Linked DNA regions of Mus musculus: all the other regions are linked to region 4. Evidence: chromatin contacts called from public Hi-C and HiChIP or PLAC-seq data. All regions are on one chromosome and are shown on one strand. Each heading gives the region's core, a stretch centred on a gene start, on an enhancer-like site or on the middle of the called end of the contact. The rest is flanking DNA. Distances are from core to core; before and after follow the strand shown. Region 1 overlaps Ppp1r9a (protein phosphatase 1, regulatory subunit 9A). Region 2 overlaps Ppp1r9a (protein phosphatase 1, regulatory subunit 9A). Region 3 overlaps Ppp1r9a (protein phosphatase 1, regulatory subunit 9A). Region 4 overlaps Gm38761 (a long non-coding RNA gene).

Region 1 (5,464 bases), core at 142-2,641, 450 kb after region 4:
GCCTGCCCCTTTCTGGTAGTCACACGTAGACATTTTGATTCAGTTACAGTTAGTCGTGTGCGTGTGCGTGTGCGTGTGTGTGTGTGTGTGTGTGTGTGTGTGTGTGTGCGCGCGCGCGTTCTTACTGAAAGCTATAAACAGAGCCCACACTCAGATTAGTTTAAACAACAGAGTAGATATTTTTGTTAGTAATGGATGGGAAAAAAATCATCCAGGCATATGAATTTGCTTTATTCTCTAAGAATATAATACCTCTGGAAAATAATTCCTTGTGGTTGTATATACATTTCCATGTTGTATATTAAAGAATATTCTTTTGTGGCTTTATTCTTGAGTGGCAGGTTATCATGGCTGTTTATTTGAGAGAGGTGTGTGGGGGGGTGTTATCTTTACAGCATCTTGCCTAGAGCCCCTCAGTAGATGCTTATAAAGTTCATCTTTAATTTTTTAGAGAAATGGCACAAGATCAGAACCTAGATATCCAAGATCTAATCCAGTTCTAGTGTTGGTTTTTTTTGTACAGTTAGGTTGATCATTTGCTCTGAGCCTCAGTTTCCCCACATCGCTGTACTCACTAAGGGATCAGGATTTCTGGTGAGCACAAAAGACCTCTGCCAGTATTTTTCACTGAGAAAGCTTGGTGTAGTTTCCTTGCCTGGCACACTCACACTTTGGGTATCTGCTAATGGCATCTGAGTGAGACGGACCACTAAGATTGTGGCATAAAACCAAGAAACCCAGATTCGGTACAGTCCTAACTCCGAAGTACTTTGGACAAAAAAAAAAGGGGGGGGGGTGAGATGGTGGGATGTGGTCTTCAGTAACTTTGTGGCAAACCAATTTAGGATTCAGCATAACCAAAAGAAACAGTGCCACCTGCATCACTTAGTGGCTGTGCTCAGCTGCAGAGCAGAAAATGTTCATGGGCTTGGCTGCAAAGTGTCTCCCTCCCCAGACCCTCCACTGGGCTGTTTGGACCTATAAAACCGGGAGAATTGGGAATTTCAAAAACATCCTTCCCATCAAAAACATCCAGAGAACAAATTGTGAACCTGTAAACTGTTTTCCCTAAATTCAAGGGTGTTTAGCCCTTAAAGAAATGAATGACCCCTAGAAGGAAAACAGTCGTGGTCGGGGAGGGAGTGGGGGCGGGGGAGTAAAGCAAACAAATGGCAAAGACCACTATTGTGTTGTAAAGAAAATGCTTTGGGGCTTGGAGTCTTTATACAGGTAGATCTTTTGGAAGGCAGAATTTTGAATCTGTACCTTTCCTGCGGTTAAAAAGGAACACAAACGGAAAACAAACCGGAGATTTCTGTGCCACTGCGTCCCACTCCTTCCTCTGCTGCAGAGCTGCTCTGCGGAATGTGAGAGCGACTCACAGAGCCACAGCGCCACCTTTCTGCACGATGTGGGAATGACTCTTCACACTGTGCGAGGCCTGTTGACTGGCTGGCTCAAGCCATTCTGTGGGCGAGCCTCAGGAAGGAAACAGCTCCTGGACGCTCAGATCGTAAAGGCAGAGCAGCAGAGGCCAAGAAATGAGTTTTCTTTTCTTTGGCCCCTTAGCAATTAAACTGGTAACTTAATCGGATATTAGGGACCGTGAGTCATAAACCCTATGTTTAATTAGTTTGCACCCACTGAGTCATTTTACATGCTAGACATTTGTAATTACAACCTGCTGCAATGCAGCAGGGTCCTGAGCATTTTTTTAATTGTGTCATAAGATATTCTTCTCGCTGCTGAGTCTTTAAAAATATAGAAACACTCTTAGTTGAGATGTTTTTCTTTTCAATTTTCAGTTGCAAATCAAACATGCAGTTACAGAAGCAGAGATTCAAAAATTGAAGACCAAGGTAAGCACCGCTCCGTGGTGTTTGAATTGTACTCTTTAAACTTCAGATACTCTGGGAGTAATGGATTTGCTCCCGTGCACTTGAGAGCATATTTCCATGAGATGGTCATTTCCAACATTAAGTACATCGATGGACCTGTCTTGAGACTGAGCATAACCGCACATAACCAGAGAAGGCCACAGGGCACTTGGTGTTTTAAGTAGATTTAAACTGTTTAGTCTCTCTGAAATTTCATTAAAAATAATATTTTTAATGGCTCAAGCATCTGTGTATTAATTTCTAAAATATAAGCTGGTATAGCAAATCTCCTTTCTGTCATTTACCTTATAATAATTTCAGCTAATTTACTGGAAGCAATGTATTGTTTTAATGTGGAACATTAATTTCTTTTTAGGAAAAACTTCCCATGTCTAAGAAGTAAAGTTATAAGCTCATTCTATGCATTGTGTAATTAATTTAGATTCAGCTGCTACTGGAAATCTTGAGATATACTCACTTCACATTATTTAAATTTGTTGAAGAGAAAAATATTAATAAAAGAAAATATTTTTAATCTCTATGAAATAGTGAGACATCAAAGGAAACTGTAAAATTCTTGTACAAGATACAGTTCTAGCTATTGTTGTTCATTTCTATCAAATGTATGTTTTCAGAGACTTAAAAATATCTTCAGTTGCTTTCAAACGATGCTGTATTGTTTCCATAGTCTTTTTAAAATTACAAAATAATTATTGCCTACGTCGAGTGATCTGTTTTCTGATTCACAGTGAATACATGCTTTGGGTTTTCCATGTGTTTTAAATGGAGATGAGTTAGCTGGTTAAATGGAGATGAGTTAGCTGGTTAAATGGAGATGAGTTAGCTGGTTAAGTGGAGATGAGTTAGCTGGCTACTTTGGTTAAGTGGCATTCCTGACTAATACGCTCTGGAGCTCTCTAGTCAAAGCTTATTTCAGCATCATTCATGGTGTCCGCGGCGCACCGTGAATTTTAAGTTTAAAGCTAGCAGGGCTGGTACCTAAACAACTGCTATAAAGCATTCATTAAAGATGCTGTAAAAAACCAAGCCCTTTTTATCTGAAAACTGTTTTTTGACTTTAAAAAGCAGATCTTATAAACTGTTGGTTACAAATAGGGAAAAGAGCCCCTGTGTTTATAAATGCTCCCATAGACAGGCTTAGGCATTTATTTATGAAGAATTAATTTAGAAAAGTCTACAAATTACTATTTTATATTTTCCTTTTAGGTTGGTATATGATAACACTTGAAAACATGTGATTATTATCAATGTTATATAGATTTCTTCACTTCAGTGTTTGGGACTAATCTTTACTTTGTAACCTCTTGTCCACATGTATTTAGTAAAATACTTTTCACAAAACTATTCTTGTGACATAGAAATGTGTACATTTGTGTGAATGTGTATCTCCATTTGTTCAATGCTCTATAGAATGGGGATGTCATTTGAACCTTGATAGCTTTGTACGTAGAAAGGGTAGACAGAGTAGCAAGGTGAAGAGAACGTGGTTGTCAGGGCAATTTAAACCCTCATCTGAAACTCAGTGTCATGAGTTCTGTATTAAGAGCAGCGCTGGACCGGCTTCCTCTTTCCTGGACTCTATAACCAAGAGGCCCAGAAAAAAAAACTGCACTCTGTGTTTCTAAGAACTTCCAGAGACAGAAACTACACAGAGCTGTCTTTTTGATCCGTTGGAGGGATTTAAATTAACAGGACAACTATTAATGCCTTTATTTTTTCCCTGTCTTTTATACATAGTATAAAGTAAGGTTTGAAAAGCTGTAGATGTATTTAACACTCCCTGTGATATACTGAGTGACAGAATGTGTTCATGTCAGTTGAAATCAACAACCTAGAAACATCCCCCAAAGGGTTAAAAGCACAGTAACAGGAGCTGACTCTCTCAAATGGTTAGGGTGCCCACGAGGTGTTGCAAGGATGCAGAGTGGTGAGAGCACAGGTGCCCTCTGACTCTAAGGGCACCTGAGTCACCACCCGAGACACAGGTGGTAACTCTTAGAAGCCTGAACCTCGTGCCCACGTGTTGAGGAGAACAACCCATAAGCTAAGTCCCTTCCTCACCATTAGTGCCTTTGCTTCTGCTCCTTTCCCACCCCCGCTCCCTTCTTAATTAATCATCAACTTCCTGTCCTACTCTTTATTTAACGTGCTTTCAAACAACGTGTGTCAACATTTAGTGGACCTAATCAGTGATGCGCTAGACACCATTTCCTGCTTGCAGTATTTCAAACGGCATGCTAGCAAAGAGAGTTCATGGGAGTTCATGTCAGATTTGTGTTTGGTCTTTTATCAGATGGGTAACCTTGAGCAAATCATTTCTCTTTTCAAGCCTTCCGTTTTATCCTCTATGGATATGGAAAGAACAGTTGCTCTTCTCATCTTGAGCTGTTTTGATGACTGACTGATTGTATATAACAATAGGGTTTTATCTTAAAAAGCTAATAGTGTGGAGAGATGGTGCTACAGACATGCCCAAATTATTTTTGCCTTGACATTTGTTTTCTCCAGCTTCAAGCAGCCGAAAATGAGAAAGTAAGGTGGGAACTAGAAAAGAACCAACTGCAACAGAATATAGAAGAGAATAAAGAACGGATGCTGAAGTTGGAGAGCTACTGGATCGAGGCTCAGACATTATGTCATACGGTGAATGAGCATCTCAAAGAGACTCAGAGCCAGTACCAAGCCCTGGAAAAGAAATACAACAAAGCAAAGAAGCTGATCAAAGACTTCCAGCAAAAGTAAGTGCTCATAGTGAGCTAAGGGCAGCACAGGCACAGGGAGAGGAAGGCTTGTCCCCGGGTGTTTACACTAGTCAGAGGGGGCAGAAGGACAGGCCGGGCTGTCCCTGTCAGATCACAGCCATGGTGGATTAAGGGAGTAACTTTTCTCATGGGAACATTCTGGGTGTTGCTGTTTGACTCCGCCTGAGTGTCTGATAGCATTGAGACTTGTTGGTTCTTTTGGAAAGCATCTCTATGATTTAGGAGCCAGGAGTGCGGCTGAGCTTAGTCAGGATGCTTGGCTGACAGTTGGGCATGCTACATGCAGAAAAGGCTGGATGGGCCTCGTCTGTGTTCTTAAAATCAGTTTCCACAGACCTCGCCTCTACAGGCAGTGTGGACACTGACTTACAAGGCCTCCACACGAGCTGCGTTTCTCAGTACGACTGTCAGGGCCCCAGGTCACCACACTAAGGCAGACCCTTGCCATGCCCTGCTGTGAAATTTCAGTAGCTCTTTTCTGAGCTGTGCATCTTCCTCTCCTCCTCCTGGGTTTGACGTTACTGAGCATGCCCAGAGGGATTCTCATGAATTATTCCTGACTCACTAGACCAAACACCAGCACCTTTTGTGGTTTTCTGTGACAAGCCTTAGAAGCTCAATGTGTATGTACATCATCTTGTTTCTTTCCTGTCTTAGAAGTAATATTTTAATAGCTCAAACAAATAGCCATAAGAAATCATCTGAAGGAGGATGATTGCTCTTTGTTATTATGAACTCAATACATCACCATTGCAAGTTCCTACTAACAACACTGCATCTCGCTGTAAGAAATGACCAGGTTGG
Region 2 (5,635 bases), core at 2,236-4,735, 360 kb after region 4:
TTGAAAGGAATATTGTTGAATGGAGGTCCAGTTTAAGAAAGGGACGTCAAAATAATTGCTTGAGTAAACATGGTCCACCATGACCTTCTGATGGTTTCCTGTGAAGTCATTCAGTTGAAGTGAATTCGGGCAGCTATTAAACACTAGTGGTTCAAGAGAGGAAATGAACTGTCAGGGCTTGTATTTCAGAGGAGCAGACAGAGGTACCTACCTGATATCTATGCTAAGACATAAGTTCAGTCAACTTAGTCTCAGAGATCTAGCTAGCTATATCTAACGTTTTATTTCAATTTGATTATTTATTTAACTTATTTACAGAAGCAAGGTACATTTAATGTCCAAATACAGAAACAGAATAAACAAGAAAAAAGCAATTCTACAGTGTGCCTGTGGAAGTCAGAGGACATTTTGCAGAAGTGGATTTTCTCCTACCGCTGGGTCCTAGGGATTGAACCTAGGTCCTCAGCCTTGGCTGCATGCACGATTACCTGCGGACCTGTCACACTGACACTGAAACTTTGCTCTGTTATCATCGTTTGGCCAGCATTATTTCACATGAAAGTCCAGGCTCGGGATCCCATGTGACATTCAATCAGGTCATGCATTACCCTTTCAGTTATGCCCATTTCTAATTGTAGGTCTGCACTCTCCCCTCACTTCCCCACATATTATGAAATCATATCTATCATAACTCTATCATATATAAGGAAAGCAAGGCATGGACAATGGCTTTTACCTTGATGCTTCAAATAGCAAGGGAAGCAATCCTTAGATGTCAAGGTGATGACAATGCACAGAGGCACAGGCTGGAGGACATAGGAAGGAGGGATAGTTACATATAATTTCCATCAATCCAAGGTGGGCTTTTGTTACCCCTTTATTGACTGTTAGATGTGGTTTCTTCTATTAATTTCTCATAAAACTATGCTACCACGCCGGTATAGCTCAGGGCTACTGGTCCTGGTTGTCATGCACAAGCACACCAGGGCTGAAAACAAAGCTAAGCAATAATATTTAGAAATAGTTTAATAACTTTCAAACATCTGAAGGAATTAGTAGGCAATCTTTCTTTGTAATAAATTGTGAGTATATTTGGTGGTCTTTTACAAAGAATCATAGAGTTATGAGAGCTGGAGAATAACTGCACAATCGTCTTGTTGTTAGCAATCCTAGAAGCATTTGTCATGTAGTGAGACAAATTAGGAAGAGTGAGATTGGGGCTATACACATCTGCCGTGAACACGCAAAGGAAAATAGCAGCTGAGCCTTGTCTGGAAACTGCTGTTTTAAAATATTGCCATTTCCAGAAACCGTATCTAGTTGCAAGTTAGAAAGAAAAGAAGTTGTGAAAAGTTTGGTTCAGTTTATCTATGACTTTTAATAAAATCACACAAAATAGAGTAAGCTTTTCCAGGGCTAGAAGTTTGTGGAGCTGAAGAGATGGCTCAGCAGTTAGGAGCAACTGAAAGCTCTTCCAGAGGTCTGGCACTCTGCTGTAACTCCAGTTCTGAAACCCTCTTTTGTCCACTAGAGACATCAAGAATGCCAGTGGTCCATGGGTATCTGAGTAGGCAAAGCAGCCATACACAAAAGATAATTTTGTTTAGCTTTTAAAGAAGGAGATTCTGTGTAAGGTAAGCTGCTGTTCGATGTCCCGGGAAGCAGGCAAACAATGGTGAGGTTCCTTAGACAGAGCACTGGAACCTTCACTGGGGATAGGAGTTGGCCCTGAAAGTCATCCTTTCTGTCTTGGTGCAGAGAGAAACAGTCTCAAAGTCAAGTATTTCCTTAATAAATTTTGTTTTACTTAAAAAAAAAAAAATAGAGACTTCTCTACTTTTATTTTCAAAATTTATGTTTTCAAAATTTCTCTTGTGACTGCTATTTTTTTCTCAAAAAAAAAAAAAAAAAGAAAAAGAAAAACAACCTCAAAATAAACCTCATGCAAAAGAGACATGTTTTGAAGGTTGCATGACACTGACTAGGTCTTAGAAGTGGTACAGAGGAAGTAACAAGAGAGATCACAGAAACTACTGAAGCATCTCTGTAACTAGACTATTCCAGCTTTGCTTTCGGTCATTATGTGCAAGCAAGGATTGCTCCCTCATAAATTTTGCCTGGACAGAAGAAGGCAGGATGCAATAATGGCTGTGAAGGGCAGGCAGTGCCAAAGACAGAAAAGAATCTAAATGAGCTTTCCTTAAAGGAAGTTAAAGCCTAAGTAAGTTATGTGTGATACAGGAAGAGCCTGGAGCCATTGTGGAGATGGATGGGTGAGTGTCAGGAAGCTGAGACATCTGGGGACAGGGTCAGTGTGGGGCACAACCAGGGACTTACACAGGGGTCACCTCACTGTCTACTCTCAACAGTGATCTTTTAACAGAGCACTTGAGGAAATTACTCAAGGTCTGACCATGAAAGAACAGATTGGAAGGCAGAAAGCCCACACGTTGCGTTTCCTGCTCACCGATACACGGCCATCCCATTAACTGTGAAGAACCGATAGGGCAAAGCTTGAAGGTAAAAGTGGTTTGTGTCTCCCTGACACAGCTGAAGTCAAGTCCCGTGTAGACATGAGGGTTCCGTATAACCCATCACAGCCCAGAACAAAGAGCCCTGGGGGCAGAAGAGCAAGGTTAGATTAAACTCACAAGTCTAACATTCAGTCAGAAATATCCAACCATTTAAGGAAGCAAACATTTAAAAAGTAAACTTCATGATGAGAAAATCAGTCAACATTGCTCTTATATTATCAAACATGGAAGAATTATTACATAAGTAAATTAAAGTGAGTATTTTTGTTTCTGTGCTTAAACGCTTTAGAAAGAGCTATCTAAGTTATTCTTTAAAAAGTCCAAACACAATTTTTAAAGATAGGTACAACAATGAGCAGAAAGAGCTCTGCGTGGAACCTTAGAGCCTAAGTTAGTGAATTGAAAGCATAGGGGTAGAATTTCTCCACAGTGCAGCCAAGCACACCACAAGGATACAAGGTAGTGACCCAAAGGTGGCACAGGGCCCCAGTTTGCACGTGAAAGCCACCCTAGAGTGACGGCCTGAACCAGTGCTGCCTGATGTGGGCCCGCAGGACTATGAACCATTTATCCCAGGAAGACGGCAGGGTAGAAGAGAGCAGCAAATAGTGAGACAAATTAATTTATCCTGCTAACCTTACCCCCCCACCTGCCCAGTGCTCTAGTAATCCTAAAATCAAAATCCTTGGTGACATCCACTCCCAGGAAGTCACCTTGGAGCTCCTTGGGTTCTGTCCTTCCTGTGTCTCCAGGAAGCTTCCACTTGTCACCTGCTGTGATTTCAGAATTCAGAGCTCTTTTATTGTGTTTAGGTTGTTTTGGTGGCCGCGGGAGGTCGTGACACAAACAATTGAACATTCCCACCGCAGGACAATAATGTGTTTGGTACAAACAGTGATGAACAAAAGGAGAAGGAATGAGGTACTAAGGGAGTTTGGAAGTTTTCCTCTGTTGCTGAGAATGTAGAAGATCATGTGCTGTGTGGGGACTTCCTTGACTGATCAGGAAATACCTCCTGAGGCCCTAAGCTAGTTCTCGCTGACCTTGAGCTCCCACATTCTAGAAGTGAAAACTACCGGGCCTGTGGCACAAGTGTAGGCTTCCAGCAAAGGGTGTAACGTGCAGGTAGGAGTTTTGTTTAGTAAGTATGAGAAACCTACATTCCACAGCATTGTAAAACCACCCCCCCCTCCAAAAAAAAAAAAGCAGCAAAAAACCAAAAAACATTTTCTCGCCTATGGCAAGATTCACGGCTAAAGTCACTACGATAAAAGACAGGCTGATAAGAGCAAAGCATATCAACGTTTCTAATTCAGATTTTACTTTATACAGGGCCCTCCAGAAGTGACATAACAAATCCAATCACATCACCCAAGCACGTATGCACACACGGGGATGGGGGTGGCGGGTTGGGTGGGGAGTAGGGAAAATCGAAAATTGTCTTTGCATATGTGCACAGCCATTGGAAACAATGCTTGCTGAATACAAGGGCACAGCGACAGTAACCTTGGAAGAACTCCCTGGGCAGTTCCTGGTCTTTTTCTGATTCTGCTAGATATCTGCTTGGTTCCTTCCTTCCCTCTAGCTGTGAGGCAAAGCTGCTCATTTCAAAGGAACAGTACAGGGAGAGCCCATTCCAGGGCGTGGTTAGCTTGATGGCCCCTTCAAAGGAAGGTGTGAGGAAGAGTTGGGCCTTCCTCCCTCTGTGGTTTCTTCACTTCCCACTGTGCATGTTACCCATCCCTTGTCTCTTACACAACTCTGCTGCAAGGACTAAAAGTCATTCAGCTGTCATCCAGTCCAAGCCATCAAAAGTCTCATCCACTCACTCCATAGCCAAAAGGGAGCCAACTAAACCAAGCAGGCCTGACCTGACTGGCAGCTACCACAAAACATAGGCTAAACATCACTAAACCAACTACCATGACAAACAGCAGCAAGAAAATATGTGCATAGTTTTCCAAAAAGGTAAAGGTAAGAAAAAAAAAATTTAAGCAACTTTTTTAAAAACCAGGAACAAATCTCCAGGAGGAGAATGAAGGAGAAAATTGAAAGTAACCAGAGACAAAAGACCTTTACTGTCAGGAACAAAGGTGATTGTACCTTTCTTCTCAGAAATTCTGAGCTAGGAAACAAGGCAAAGGCTCCTTCTTCAAGTCCTGTTCACTGCCCCTCCCCGTCACTCCCTCCCACAATCCTTCCCACCATCCCAGCCCCTTCTCTTTGAGCAGGTGAGGCCCTCCCTGTCTATCCCCCCCTTGGAACTTCAAGTCTCTTATAGGCTAAGTACTTTTCTTTCCCACTGAGGCCAGACAAGGCAGCCCAGCTAGAAGAATATAACCAAGGTACAGGCAACAGCTTTTGGGATAGCCCCTATTCCTATTGTTTGGGACCCACATGGAGACCAAACTGTATATCTGCTACATATGAGTGGAGAGGCCTAGGTCCAGCCTGCATATGATCTTTGGTTGATGGTTCAGTCTCTGAGAGCCCTAAGGGTCAAGGTTAGTTGACTCTGTTGGTTTTCTTGTGGAGTTCCTATCTATCCTTTTAGGGGCTATAATCCTTCCTCCTATTCTTCCATAAAAGTGCCCCGACCCCATCCACTGTTAAGCTATGGATGTCTGTATCTGTCTGAGTCAGCTGCTGCTTAGAGCCTCTCAGGACAGCCATGTCCTGATTCCTGTCTGCAAGCGTAACACAGAGTATCAATAATAGTGCCAAGGACTGGTGCTTTCCCATGGGATGGGTCTTAAGTTGGACCAGTTATTGGTTGACCATTCCCTCAGTCTTTGCTCCATCCCTGACCCTGCATTTCTTGTAGATAGGATACATTTTGGATTGAAAGTTTTGTGGGTGGTTTGGTGTCCCTATTGCTCCACTGGGGTTCCTGTTTGGCTATAGAAGATGGCCTCTTCAGGTTCCATATCCCAGGTGCTGTAAGTCACAGCTAAGGTTAATCGCTTTGACTCTTGGGTACGCTTATGGTCTCTGTCTTGTCCTGGAGATGCCTACCCTGGTCAATTGTAGATTATCATGGCCATCTAGCCATCTCTTCTATCTCTCCCACATCTGATCCTCTGCTTTCCTCTCTCCAACCC
Region 3 (5,619 bases), core at 768-3,267, 320 kb after region 4:
AGTGACACAGAGTTGGGGTGAATGTCAATATGAGCATCATTTAATATTTAATATGACAATTGCTTAAAAAGTTAATCACCTGGCCTCCAAGGCATATTCCATTCCTGGTTGTGGACATAAGAGGGACAAGAGTGTACCCACATAGATGTGATATTCACACACATCTTTTATTTGTAGTAGTCAAAACTGGAAACAACCCAAGTGTCATCATGAAGGGAGTGGATAGCAGTGTTCTATCTATTCGGTGGTCCAATTCTCAACAACAAAAAGAAGTAAGCCTCATCCATCAATCCCAAATTGCATTTAAATGAAACTCCCCACAAAGGAACGTGTGTTGAACATACTACTTAGGCATAGCTCTAGAAAATCTAAAGAATTCTTCAGTGGCATAAAGCTGGACAGTTTTGTGTAGCTCTGGGGGTAGAGAATGGATTATAAAAGATGCACTAGCCACTTTGCGAGGTGGATTGTCGAGATACTGATAGAAGCAGCAGAAGGCAGAGGGAAGGAAGGGCTTGTTGTGGATCACTAATTGGGTAGATGGTCCATCCTGGGGAAGGAGTGGCAGAGAGAGGCTCTAGCTGTGACGGCATGAACATGCGTCTGCTGGTTGCATTTTGTTTGGAGTCAGGAAGCAGAGACAGAGATTGATGCTTAGCTGGTGCCTCCTCTTACCATCTTTTTATAATTTTAACCCAAAACCTCATCCTAATGGGAAGGTACTCTCTCCACACTAGGATGGGGCTTTCCCCGTTGGTTAACCTTCTCTGGAAAGGCTTCACGAATATGCTCAGATGTGGTTTCTTAGGTGACTCTGAATCCAGTCATAATGACAGAATCCAGTTATGTTGACAGTAGAGATTTAGAACCAGCATGCAGGGGACAGGTATGATGGTAAGGATGGCTTCTTGGCTGGATATGATCCGAACTCATTTGACTACTTCAAATTGAGTCTTAAGACATAGACAAATGAAAATATTTCAAATATTTTGTTTTGTTTTTGAGAAATTGTAGGTTCAGCTGTGTCATATAAAAGAGTTTCACTTGTCTTTGCTTCCTGTGCGTTTTATGGCTTTCCATGAGTTCTCTCCACCGAGTGCACTTTTAATGTCATTTATTTTCATTTATTTAGACTTTAGAATAAGCTTCCAGAGTTTGTATTTCATTCTTTCCTGCCTTGTAAATTTAGAGCCCTGAGAGATCATCACAGGGCCTTTTTGGAATTCTATCTTGTGACTGTGGATAAATTATCTTTACTATGCTGCATTGTCTTGGAGCACTAGAAGCAGATCAACAGTATCTAAGCAGAGATCATGTTTAGTCTTTTCAGATAATGTGGTTCTCTGATGCCATGTTGACTAGTCAGAGTAAAAGCAAATCAAAGGTGCAAATCCAGTCTGGATTAGCTAGGATTTATAATCATGAATATAGATAAAATTAAAAGAAAATATAAAACGTGAATTTGCATTTTATAGTAAATATTTGGAATAACTTAAAATATTGATCACAAATGCTCTGCTGAAAGGAAATTTAAAATTTAATAAAATGTGACACATTCTGTTTTCGCAATATTTTGGAAATGGAGGCAGAATGATCAGGGCAGCATAGTCTCACTCTTGCAAAAAGTTGATAGTAAATTTAATGTAGTATTCATATACATGTAGTTAGCTTAGGTAAATTTTAATTTGAAGTCACAGTGATTTAAATATCAGATATGCTTTCTAGGATTATAAAAAAGATACTGTGGTTGTCTAAATAGACAGTAAGTTTTCTGTGCAAGATTCAAACAAATCTGCTTTTTTATATATTAAAAACAAATGCCTTCTTTGAGGTTTAACACTCAAAATATGTTCCTGAGTTCTACTCTAGTGTACTTAATACACAAAGACCATTCTGTTTAACATACACAAATGAGTTTGGCACCCAGATGTTCCCTGGCGACAGGAATGGGGCACTGCAGCGGTAGCGTGAGGTGGGGCTGCATTGACATAATGGCCTCTTTGAGTGGAGCCTGCAGCAGGAAGGTAGCTTTGCTGAGCAAACGTTGTGCTTTCACTCTTTCACCCATGCTTGAGCAAACAAGGAGTTCCGTGTGAGCAGTCTGCTTGCCAGTCGGTCCCAAGAAAGCCTCAGAAGGTATTCTTAAAGAGCCAAGGCAAACAGCTTCTGTTTTGGGTGCATGTATCACAGCTGAGCCTTCTGCTTGAAGAGCCTCATTTAATCCTTTCTGCCTCTGGGAGGGTGCTCCCAAACGCTGTCCTAGACACTGGAGCATTGATGAGCACAGACATATAGAGGCTCTGTGTGCTCTTTCTACCAAGTCCTTCCCGCTCACACTGCTGTCACGGTCTTTTTCATACGGCAAGGCCATAAGCCTTAAAGGAGGGTAAACATCGTTGAATGGCACCCTTGCTATCACTATTAGCAAGTCTTGTGTGAAGGAACCTTTCTGGTGTTCTGAAATGTGGGCAAGTTTTGAGCCCATTGGAAGTCAGTCAGATTTTCATTAGCATTCAGAGAAGTATTACCTAGCTTCCATGTTGACATTTTCAACCAAGATGTTTCTGTTGTCCCCACTCCCGATTTTCCCCCCTCCAATATCCCACTTCCCCTCGGGCTTCCTTTCTGCTTCCGTGTTACATATTCTTTTGCCTTACCCTACCCTCTCACTTCCTCTTGTTCCCTTTCATGGTATCTATCTTCATAACCTATGTCCCTCTCATACCAGGCAATTAATTATGGTATTAAATTGTAAACAATTCAAACACAATTTGAAATGATATTTAACAGTTTTATCATAGTTGAATAAAAGGAGCCCAGAAGGCCTGTTTAGTTCTAGGTAATTATAAAAGCCATGTGTGTTATGACTTGTTTTTCTTAGTAAGTTTGGTAAATAACTACTAGGTATGGCAGATTCATGACATGCTGTTGTTAAAATTGTCACAATTAATGCCCACGTATGGAATATTACCTAACCAAGTCCTGGAGTCGCCTATGTCAAAACTCTGTTTTTATATAGACCATAGTTGTTTGCTTTGAGCAAAATTATTTGGGCCACATTTTGACTTCTTATTTCCAGTTCACGCGTTGAGAATCAGAACTGATATTCATTGCTGCTGACATACCTTGCGTCTATCTGTTTTATTGTTACTGAAGGGCAGAAAGTGTTCCCGAGTGTGGCAGCTTGAGTAGTCTTGTGCTCATGCACTGTATCGCTGTGTGTTGCCCGTGACATTGGCTGTGTAGAAGGATCTGGGGCTGCATCCTATCTCGACCATCACTTACTCTGTCCCCTGTCTCAGATTATCCTTCAGTTCTAAGATTAAATCTCTTTTTGCAAATGTTCCCATGTTTAGATCCCAGCTCTGGGATTCAAGCCACCAGCAGGATAACACTGTACAGTTGTCTCAGAGCACGAGCTTCTCTAAAATAGTGATGTGTGTGTGTCAAGGTAAGAACGCAAATGAGAGGTATTTACTGAAATTACAAATTTCCAATCAGCTAGTAAGACGCTCTTACGGAAACCACCATTCAATCCTACTTTTAGGTTGTTATTGAAATCAACAAGTTGAGTAAGCTGAGCTTGCTCAGCATGCAGTGGTGCGCTGGATAGCCAGGAGGTGCTGCAGGGTTTGGAACTCCTCCCAGCCTGCTGGGGGCCAGAGCGGCTGTGCTGCTGGGTTCTGGGTTGTTTGCACTGATGTCCAGTTAGGCTTCTAAAACTTCACAGTTTCATATTTTTCAGCATTTTCTATTTCTTTTTGTTTGTTTGTTTTTTTGTTGTTGTTGTTGTTTTTTCGAGACAGGGTTTCTCTGTGTAGCCCTGGCTGTCCTGGAACTCACTCTGTAGACCAGGCTGGCCTCGAACTCAGAGATCCGCCTGCCTCTGTCTCCCAAGTGCTGGGATTAAAGGTGTGCGCCACCATGCCCGGCGAGGCATTTTCAATTTCTAGGTTAGGAGTGCTAGTCTGTATTTCGTTATGTACCCCTAAAAACTTTATTGATTGTTTTGTTGAAAAATGTTTTCATATAACTTTGTTTTGCACAAATTGAGATCAGGGAAAGAGACTGACCCATATTTGCATATTATAGATGTTGGTTTTCTAGACACTAATCTAATGACACTTTGTGTCACACAGTAGAGGTTTCCAAGATTGGATCTGAAATTCATATCATTGAAATGATGACAAAGATAAGAACGTGGTACTTTCTCAAAGGCGTTGGCTCTGCTGCCAACCTGTAGAAAGTGGCCCACCATCTCCTAAGTCTGTTCTATAAGACAGGAGCATTTGGCATCAGACTCATGGGAATTTCTCCCTCTGAACAGCAGAAAATGTACAGGAGTGTCCTCTCTTATCTACAGTTTAGAATACCAGTGGTACAGTCCACAGAACTCAAAAAGGTCAACAAGCTGAAATGCCCAAGCGAGGACGCCTCAGTCCCACTTGGGAGGGACAAGGAAACCATCACTTGTCTATATGATAGTCTAAAATAGTAAGAGGGATCAGCTAGGAGCAAGAAGTTAATAAATTCAAATTTTGTATGTTATTTTAGCAGTGTAATGAAGTTTTGGACCATTACTTTGTTCATCAATGCTATATATGGTATCCTCCTCGTGTTACATTTAAATTTCTATTGTTAGCTCTGCAGTGTTGCGCTGCCTGTGTTCAGGTAAACAATATTGTGTTACACTATTGGAGTAATGCACTGTAGCTTTAATTTTTCTCAACCCCAATTTTATTAAAGGTTTTTTAAAGGCTTTAACCTCTCTTCTGGCCCACCACCCACCAGCGATAGTGGGAAAGAAAGGTGATTAGGATATGGGGAAATGGACCTGTTTAGGAATTGTTCCTCGGAGCATATCCAGTCTACCTTCTCAGGAAGTCAGCAGTTCAGTTCACAGGAAATAGCAGCAGTGGCTGCTTGATCCACTTGCAAACACCTCACGAAGATGAGCAGTCCAGCCGTGTCCGGATAGCAAACCTGAAGCAACAGCACAGGTGGCACAACATAGCAAAGGCAGCCAGGCCTCAGCTGAGTTGGTATGAGTCAGCAAGGAGGGGCCAGGACCACCAGGGGTGCCAGGAGAAGTCCTCAGCAGTTCCTCTCTCAGTGGAGACTGGAGACCAACAAAGCATTGCACAGCTAGCAATGCAAGCCTCCTGTCACTGTCCCTTGAGTCCTATTTATACTCCCTCCAAACATCTACATGTGTGCATGATCTTGCCTTAGCAAGTGAGTTTCTGTCTTAGCAAAGTACCACATGAGTCCACAGAAGCAGCAGGAAGCCACCAGAACAGCACCAGGAGTTTTCTGGTGCATTTTTCACTACAGAGTCACAATGAACAAAGCTCAACTATGCACTATAAAGTGAATCAATACATGTGTGTCGCTAGCGACAAATCCTTCAAGTGTCCTTTCATGTGTTTGCTTCAGCAAAACATTCTTTCACCTGTGACTGCTTCAGCAAGACATTCCTTCAAGTGTCTGTCTTAGCGAAACATCCTTTTACTTGTGACCACTTCAGTAAAACACTCCTCACATCTGCCCCAGAGAAACACCATCCAACACAACTGACTTTCCAAAGAACCCATAAGTTTCCACTTTGATTCTTTTCAT
Region 4 (5,872 bases), core at 1,604-4,103:
AATGAATACTGGTGTTTGTGTTCATGAGTGTGAGTGTATGTGTGTGGGGGGGTGGGGGGGTTGTGAGTGTGTGGGGGTGTGTGAATGTGTGTGTGTCCACATGCATGCGTGCGAGCGAGTGCGCGTGTGTCTACATAATATTGACAGCCAAATAGAAAAGCATTTACTAAATCAGTGGCCATGTACATGGATCTTTAGCAGTCTGTTCTAATAATGAAATCCTGCCTAGCACAGCACAGATGAGCTTGGTTGTTACAGGTCTGAGTTTGATGAATGGACTGATACTCCTCAAGATCTATGGAATATGTACAGTGCCATAATGTTAGAGTTATAATAATGCACTATTATGGTTTATATGTACATTGTCTACAAAAGTCTCATGTGCGAAGGTGCAACCTGTTGGTACAGCCAATCATTGAGAGCTTATTGGATCACAGGATCTCTGACCTAATTAAAGATAAATTCATAATTTAACAGAATTATTAGGAGGTCATGGAAACTTTCAGTGTTAAAGCCAGGGTGAAGTGAAACATTGGAGGATGGATCCAGCTGTTCTTGGACTCTACAGCTGTGAGCCAGAACAAATCTCTCTTCCATTAACCAAGTTGATTGGATATTATCTTTAATAATGTGGAAACATGACAAATGAAGATAACACAAAACCACATTTTGGAGCACTGGAAGATGGCTAAAGTCTTATCTGCCATTACCCCAAGTATAAGAATTGTGTGTAACTTACCATCATAGCCAGTGAAAAGGTCTATAGACTGTCTTCCATTCACACTTATCTCTATGATAGTTCTTGCCACATGGGCAAAGGATCCAACTGAGGGTAACCCAGAATCCAGGTAAATTCTACGGCTACTACTCACAGGATAGGCTTTGAGTGGATCCCTGAAACTGATAAACTCATTCTAGCCAGAACCTTATTTATTTCATCCCTGGGTGGCCCACCTCCACCTCCACAGCTGTCGTGATACTTTGGGTCTCTAGGTATCAATGTCAAATTTTCTTCAAATGCCTGGTTATTTCTTTCTTTCACTGAAGCAACGGCATGCGTGTTTAATGTCCATAGAACTGTATGAGGAAAAGACAAGATATTTTTACATTCAGTGGGTTCCCGATCTGAGTACTTAAAGACCTCTGGAGCTAACATTCAGGTCACTAAATCCTGAAATTACTTCTCAGCTGTGTTGCTTTTGCATCTCAGGATATGAGGTCCTCTCTGGAAGTTCCCAAATAGACACTGCAGCTTTAAAACCTAGTCTATGGCTGTTAACTGCCCAGAATTCCTCTACATCGTCTACAGAACTCTCTTCACTGTCCTTATTCTTCTTGAAACTTTCAAAAGTCCCAATTATCACACTTGTAAAAGCTCTTTCCTCCTCTAGGACATTTGATCAAATCAACCTCCGGGAAAGCTTTGGCAATTATATTAGCATCTTATGCTGAGTAGCCATGATCCATGTTCTACTTAATAATGGCTCTTCATTGACAATTGAACAGAATACTCTGGCCTCCTAACGTAACTTCATTTTTACCATCTATCTTCTCAAACTTCTCTAGCTGCCTGCTGTGTACCCAGAAAGCAAAAGGAATTAGATGTCTAAAAGATCGGCTATGGGAAATACTTGTGAAAAAGAAGGGAGAAATGACATAGCAGGGGTCCACAGACAAAGCCCCTTTGCAGGCTGTGACATTTACACACAGAACAGTGTGTGTGCCAGGATCCTTAAGAAGATGTGTCACAACAGTGTCAAGAAATCATAGTGAGGGTGGTGGGGACCCTAGAACTAAGACTGTCCATCAGAGATGCCAAGTATTGAAAAGGTGTATGGTCAGTTAATACCTTTGTCATGCCTGGCCGTGGCTGGGATCAGTAGTCACAGACAGACAGAACTTCTAATAACACCAAGGCTGTTCCCAAGGTTTAAAGTGGGGGTTATCTGTCCACTGCCATCCTATATAGTGCATTTATAGCCGGCATCTCAGAGCAACACTTCCAGGACAATCGCAATAACCTACCTTGGCTGAGTACTTAAAGATCTCTGGAGCTAACATACAAGTTACTAAAGCCTGAAAACAAAAATAAAAAATTAAGGGATCATTTATAGTTAATAATAATGATAAACCAGAATTTACAATTAAATTCTCATGCTCCATGCAAAAAACAGAAAAAAAAAACAGGGATAGTCATATGTATGTGAAAATTAATAATACAGAGAACACAGTATTTTAATAAGCAAAGAATGGAGGGAGACAAAATATAATTTAATTTTAATCTCCGATGCAGAAAGAATGGCTTAGTCATACAAACAAAAGAAAATAAAATTCACACAATCATAATTTCTCTTAGTCAAAAAAAAAAAAAAAACAAAATTAAAAAGCAAAGTAGAAAAAAAGTTTAATGTGCTTACTTTTAATATCCTTATATAAGGATTTTAAAATTATTTTAATCAAGGTGTTGTCTAACTTGTGGCTGCTGCTTTCTAGTGTGTACGGCAGCATAGAACAGTTCATTTCAGCGCATTGGTTTTCATTTCATAACTAGCTAACTCAGAAAGAACTCGGATCACAGCAAAGCTAGTCGTTCTCAGTAGCCTACTGACACTTTGTGTTTACGTCACTTTTTTTTTTTCCTTTTGAAATGTGCTACTGTGGGCTTTCTGTGACACTGTCTGTGTTGTCTGGGACCCCGCCAATGTAGGTATGAATGTCCAGAGCCCCGACTGTCCGTGACTGAGAGCAAATTCTAAGGTCTTCCTGTAAAAACTACCAGCCCTTAGTGCTTCCCGCAGCTCAATCACGGTGTGCAATCACGGTGTGCAAGAAAGATGGCCGTTCTGGTGAGGGTTTTAGCGTGCAGACAAAAGCTTTCTGTCACCCTGTGTCCCTCTAGCAGCTCACGCCTACATTTGCTAAGTCAGTGAGCCAAAAGCGATATGGCTGACACTGGCCGGAGTTTTGCACTTTCACGGATGTGCTGATAGCTTGCTTTTGAGTCTTACTTAGTCATTGTGAATTATTTTTCTCTTCTGTGTTGTAATCGTCTAGTTTTTAATTCTTTTCTACGGCCTTGAGTCTTCCGTGCCAGGCCCGGGGTTCCATAGTTTTCCACAGTTCTAATCCGAGCAGGACTGTGAGTAAGAGCGGACATTTTAGGAGACAGAAACTTAAATCGCAGTGATCCCGCCACGAAGCGGGAGTGCATGCTTCATTTACAGGAAGAATCTAGCCATTAAAATAAAAAAATAAAAAAAAAATCAGTGGAGAGATCGGTCTATCACTCGGTGAGATCAGAAAGAAGGTTCCAGAGGGTCGGCATTCCTCGCGGAGCCTCCAGGGTTCTGGTTATCTTTAAAAGCCAGAGGAGACAGAAAGTCTGCTGAGATGGGAAGGTATGCGGGAGCCACCACCTGCCACTAACCTCTCTCCCAAGATCAAGACACTTGGCTGTGTAGTTACCAGCACCGGTCACTAACTTCTTCCAAGGACAAAATGTTTGGTTATGTATTTATTGTTATATGGAAATAGATTTTGGTAGTTCAAAATGTAAAACGTCCTAAGGAGAAGTAGCACAAAGTTTCAGGTTTTCCTGGTTTGCCCAGTTCTTGTGCTTTCTACCACCCAACTACAAGGAATCCTGTCTCTTAGCTTCTTGTGTTCTTGAAAATTTGTTTCAAAGATGGCAAAGAAAATTGCTATTTTTTTCCCCTCCTAACATAAAACATACCAGAGTTTTGAGCTTTTTCTCACCTAAAAATATTCCTTAGTGTCTTTCTCTATTAAGATACTACCTTTCCATTGTAGGGGGGGGGGGGGGAGAGAAAGTGAGCAAGAAAGACAGAGAATATGTGTGAGAGTGAGTGTGAGTGTGTGTGTGTGTGTGTGTGTGTGTGTGTGTGTGTGAGAGAGAGAGTGTGTGAGTGAGTGTGTGTGTGAGAGAGAGAGTGTGAGTGAGTGTGTGTGTGTGTGAGTGAGTGTGAGTGTGTGTGTGTGTGTGTGAGTGAGTGTGAGTGTATGTGTGTGTGTGTGTGTGTGTGTGTGTGTGTGTGTGTGTGTGTGTGTGTGTCTGTGGAAGGACAACTTTCCGGTGCCATCCACTTTGGTTTTCTGAGATGAGATCTCTCTGTGCCTGGAACTGGCCAGGTTAGAGCAGCTGGCCAGTCATCTAGAGCTCAGCCTGCGACTGTCCCCTTCATGTGTCACTATCCAACTCAAGATTGAACTCAAATCCTCACAAATGACAGATACTTTATTATCACTGTGGCCCTCTGTATCTTCTTCTTTTTTAACCATCACATAGTGTGGCTCTAAGTCGTTGGCATGGTAACATGCCACCATAATCTTTAAGTACTGATACTGTTAACTCCATTCAAATCATATTAAAAGTGCCACAGCACAAATAGCCTTGCTTATATGTCATTTCGCACTTATAAGAGTGCCTGTATGAGAGACATCATCAGATGTGGAATTACTGAGTTGTGGGGAACATGCACTCTTAATGTTATTCAGGGAGCCTGCCCTCCTTGGCGCCCTTGGGGCTGTACACCTCCCATAGCAACACTCTAGTCTCTCCCAACACCGTAGCTCTCCCTTAATACTGCAGTGTCACTGCAGACTCTGTCACAAGTTTAAAAGGCATTCATGTTTCTCTCCAGGTGAACAATTTGGTGCGATTGCTTGCCCTCTCAGTCTATGAGGCTGCCTTAACAAAAAGGCTAACAGAAGAGTGGCCAAGAAGCTAGAAATTTATTCCTCTCACTCCTGAAGTCTGGGAAGACCTAGATGGAGATGTCAGCAGACCCCGTCTGTGAGGTCCTCGTGCCAGTATCAGAGACAGCAGCCTTCTCTCCATATCCCCATGGTGGAGGGGTAAGGCATGTAGGTCTCTGAAGCCCCTCTTGTCACACTGCTGATGTCCTGCATGGGGGAATTCATCTGCGTGCCCTCATTACTCCACAAAGGTCCCACCCTCTCATACCAAAGCTTGGCAGTGTTAATTTCAGTATATAAATACATGTGTGGGCTGTACAGGTGTCTAGACCTAAGCAATGCTTATCCATTGCTTTTTTCCCCTTCTTACAAACTGTTAATAATTCTTTATATAATTGGGAGATTAGCTCATTGTCAATGATGTAAAATATAAATACATTTTCTCACTCTGCCTTTTGTTTATTGTTTTGTTCTACAAGAGAAGATTTTTTTCAGAGAATAGATTGTGTCAATCTGCCATCTTAGGACGTTTGCATTTGAATACTTTTTGAATAAATAGGATTTCCCATTCTTCTTTAACAAAGGAAGCAATAAAGAAAAGCTGACAGTCGTTTAGACCTGAGTGGTGTATGCTAGAATCCAATTTAGTTTTGTTTCAGATGACCACTCTGTTGCCAGAACCAATTTTCAAGTAGTCTGTCTTTTCCGTAAGTGACTTCTTGTTGACTATAGCATGTCCCTAGACCACTAGGTATATACGAAACAATATTTTCATAGTGTCACCGACATTTACGCAGCAACTTCCCACAGTGTTAATTGCAGAGGATTCCAGTTTCTTTACCTCACAATACACTGTAAAAGTTACCTATTACTGGTGAAAGAATCCTTCTCTATTTTTTAATAAGAAGCCTACTAACAATTTTTATAAGATTTATTTATTTTATTTACATGAGTACACTATAGCTGTCTTCAGACACACCAGAACAGGGTATTGGATCACCATTACAGATGGTTGTATGCTACCATTTGGTTGCTGGGAATTGAACTAAGGACCTATGGAAGAGCAGTAAGTGCTCTTAGCCCCTGAGCCATCTCTCCAGCCTGCCTGTTAACAATTGTTATGCTTACTTTTCCCAATTATATTTAAAGTTAACTT

The links. Hi-C and Micro-C count contacts between places; a contact is called where the count stands out from the background. HiChIP or PLAC-seq counts read pairs in DNA pulled down with a chosen protein or histone mark.
Region 1: an H3K27ac HiChIP or PLAC-seq map of embryonic stem cells shows a contact between it and region 4, with 9 times the contacts expected there. The contact joins two enhancer-like sites. A contact is called at or near these places in 1 of 39 promoter capture datasets (embryonic stem cells), 6 of 15 datasets of contacts at CTCF or cohesin (the NIH/3T3 cell line, embryonic stem cells and stem cell-derived epiblast-like cells), 85 of 484 Hi-C or Micro-C datasets (the G1E-ER4 cell line, the N1E-115 cell line, adipose-derived mesenchymal stem cells and 20 more), 20 of 115 datasets of contacts at active chromatin or transcription factors (cardiomyocytes, embryonic stem cells, extraembryonic endoderm stem cells and 2 more) and 3 of 9 other capture datasets (adipose tissue, embryonic stem cells and liver).
Region 2: a contact with region 4 is called in an H3K4me3 HiChIP or PLAC-seq map of embryonic stem cells, with 33 read pairs. The contact joins two enhancer-like sites. A contact is called at or near these places in 1 of 39 promoter capture datasets (embryonic stem cells), 3 of 484 Hi-C or Micro-C datasets (all in embryonic stem cells), 7 of 115 datasets of contacts at active chromatin or transcription factors (embryonic stem cells and stem cell-derived neural progenitor cells) and 1 of 9 other capture datasets (embryonic stem cells).
Region 3: a Hi-C map of embryonic stem cells shows a contact between it and region 4, with 2.7 times the contacts expected there. The contact joins two enhancer-like sites. A contact is called at or near these places in 4 of 484 Hi-C or Micro-C datasets (embryonic stem cells and granulocyte-monocyte progenitors), 5 of 115 datasets of contacts at active chromatin or transcription factors (embryonic stem cells and stem cell-derived neural progenitor cells) and 1 of 9 other capture datasets (embryonic stem cells).

The regions. Positions count from the first base shown.
Region 1 is chr6:5,109,195-5,114,658 of GRCm38.p6, forward strand. Ppp1r9a (protein phosphatase 1, regulatory subunit 9A) reads left to right here. Exons shown (of 16, transcript NM_001363809.1): 8 at 1,806-1,859; 9 at 4,407-4,636. Among named protein-coding and RNA genes, the nearest start is that of Gm46949, 42 kb to the right of the region's middle. Within about 2 kb of position 1,392, at least 212 of the 459 cell types and tissues checked have an H3K27ac peak or open chromatin away from gene starts, as enhancers often do. A contact at or near this core is called in embryonic stem cells and extraembryonic ectoderm, where this site is marked.
Region 2 is chr6:5,016,001-5,021,635 of GRCm38.p6, forward strand. The region is part of intron 2 of Ppp1r9a (protein phosphatase 1, regulatory subunit 9A); the gene reads left to right. Among named protein-coding and RNA genes, the nearest start is that of Gm52886, 36 kb to the right of the region's middle. Within about 2 kb of position 3,486, at least 33 of the 459 cell types and tissues checked have an H3K27ac peak or open chromatin away from gene starts, as enhancers often do. A contact at or near this core is called in embryonic stem cells, where this site is marked.
Region 3 is chr6:4,980,809-4,986,427 of GRCm38.p6, forward strand. The region is part of intron 2 of Ppp1r9a (protein phosphatase 1, regulatory subunit 9A); the gene reads left to right. Among named protein-coding and RNA genes, the nearest start is that of Gm52886, 71 kb to the right of the region's middle. Within about 2 kb of position 2,018, at least 72 of the 459 cell types and tissues checked have an H3K27ac peak or open chromatin away from gene starts, as enhancers often do. A contact at or near this core is called in embryonic stem cells, where this site is marked.
Region 4 is chr6:4,656,203-4,662,074 of GRCm38.p6, forward strand. It overlaps Gm38761 (a long non-coding RNA gene), which reads left to right. Exons shown (of 2, transcript XR_868766.2): 2 at 4,662-5,168. Among named protein-coding and RNA genes, the nearest start is that of Gm38761, 4.6 kb to the left of the region's middle. Within about 2 kb of position 2,854, at least 5 of the 459 cell types and tissues checked have an H3K27ac peak or open chromatin away from gene starts, as enhancers often do. A contact at or near this core is called in embryonic stem cells and extraembryonic ectoderm, where this site is marked.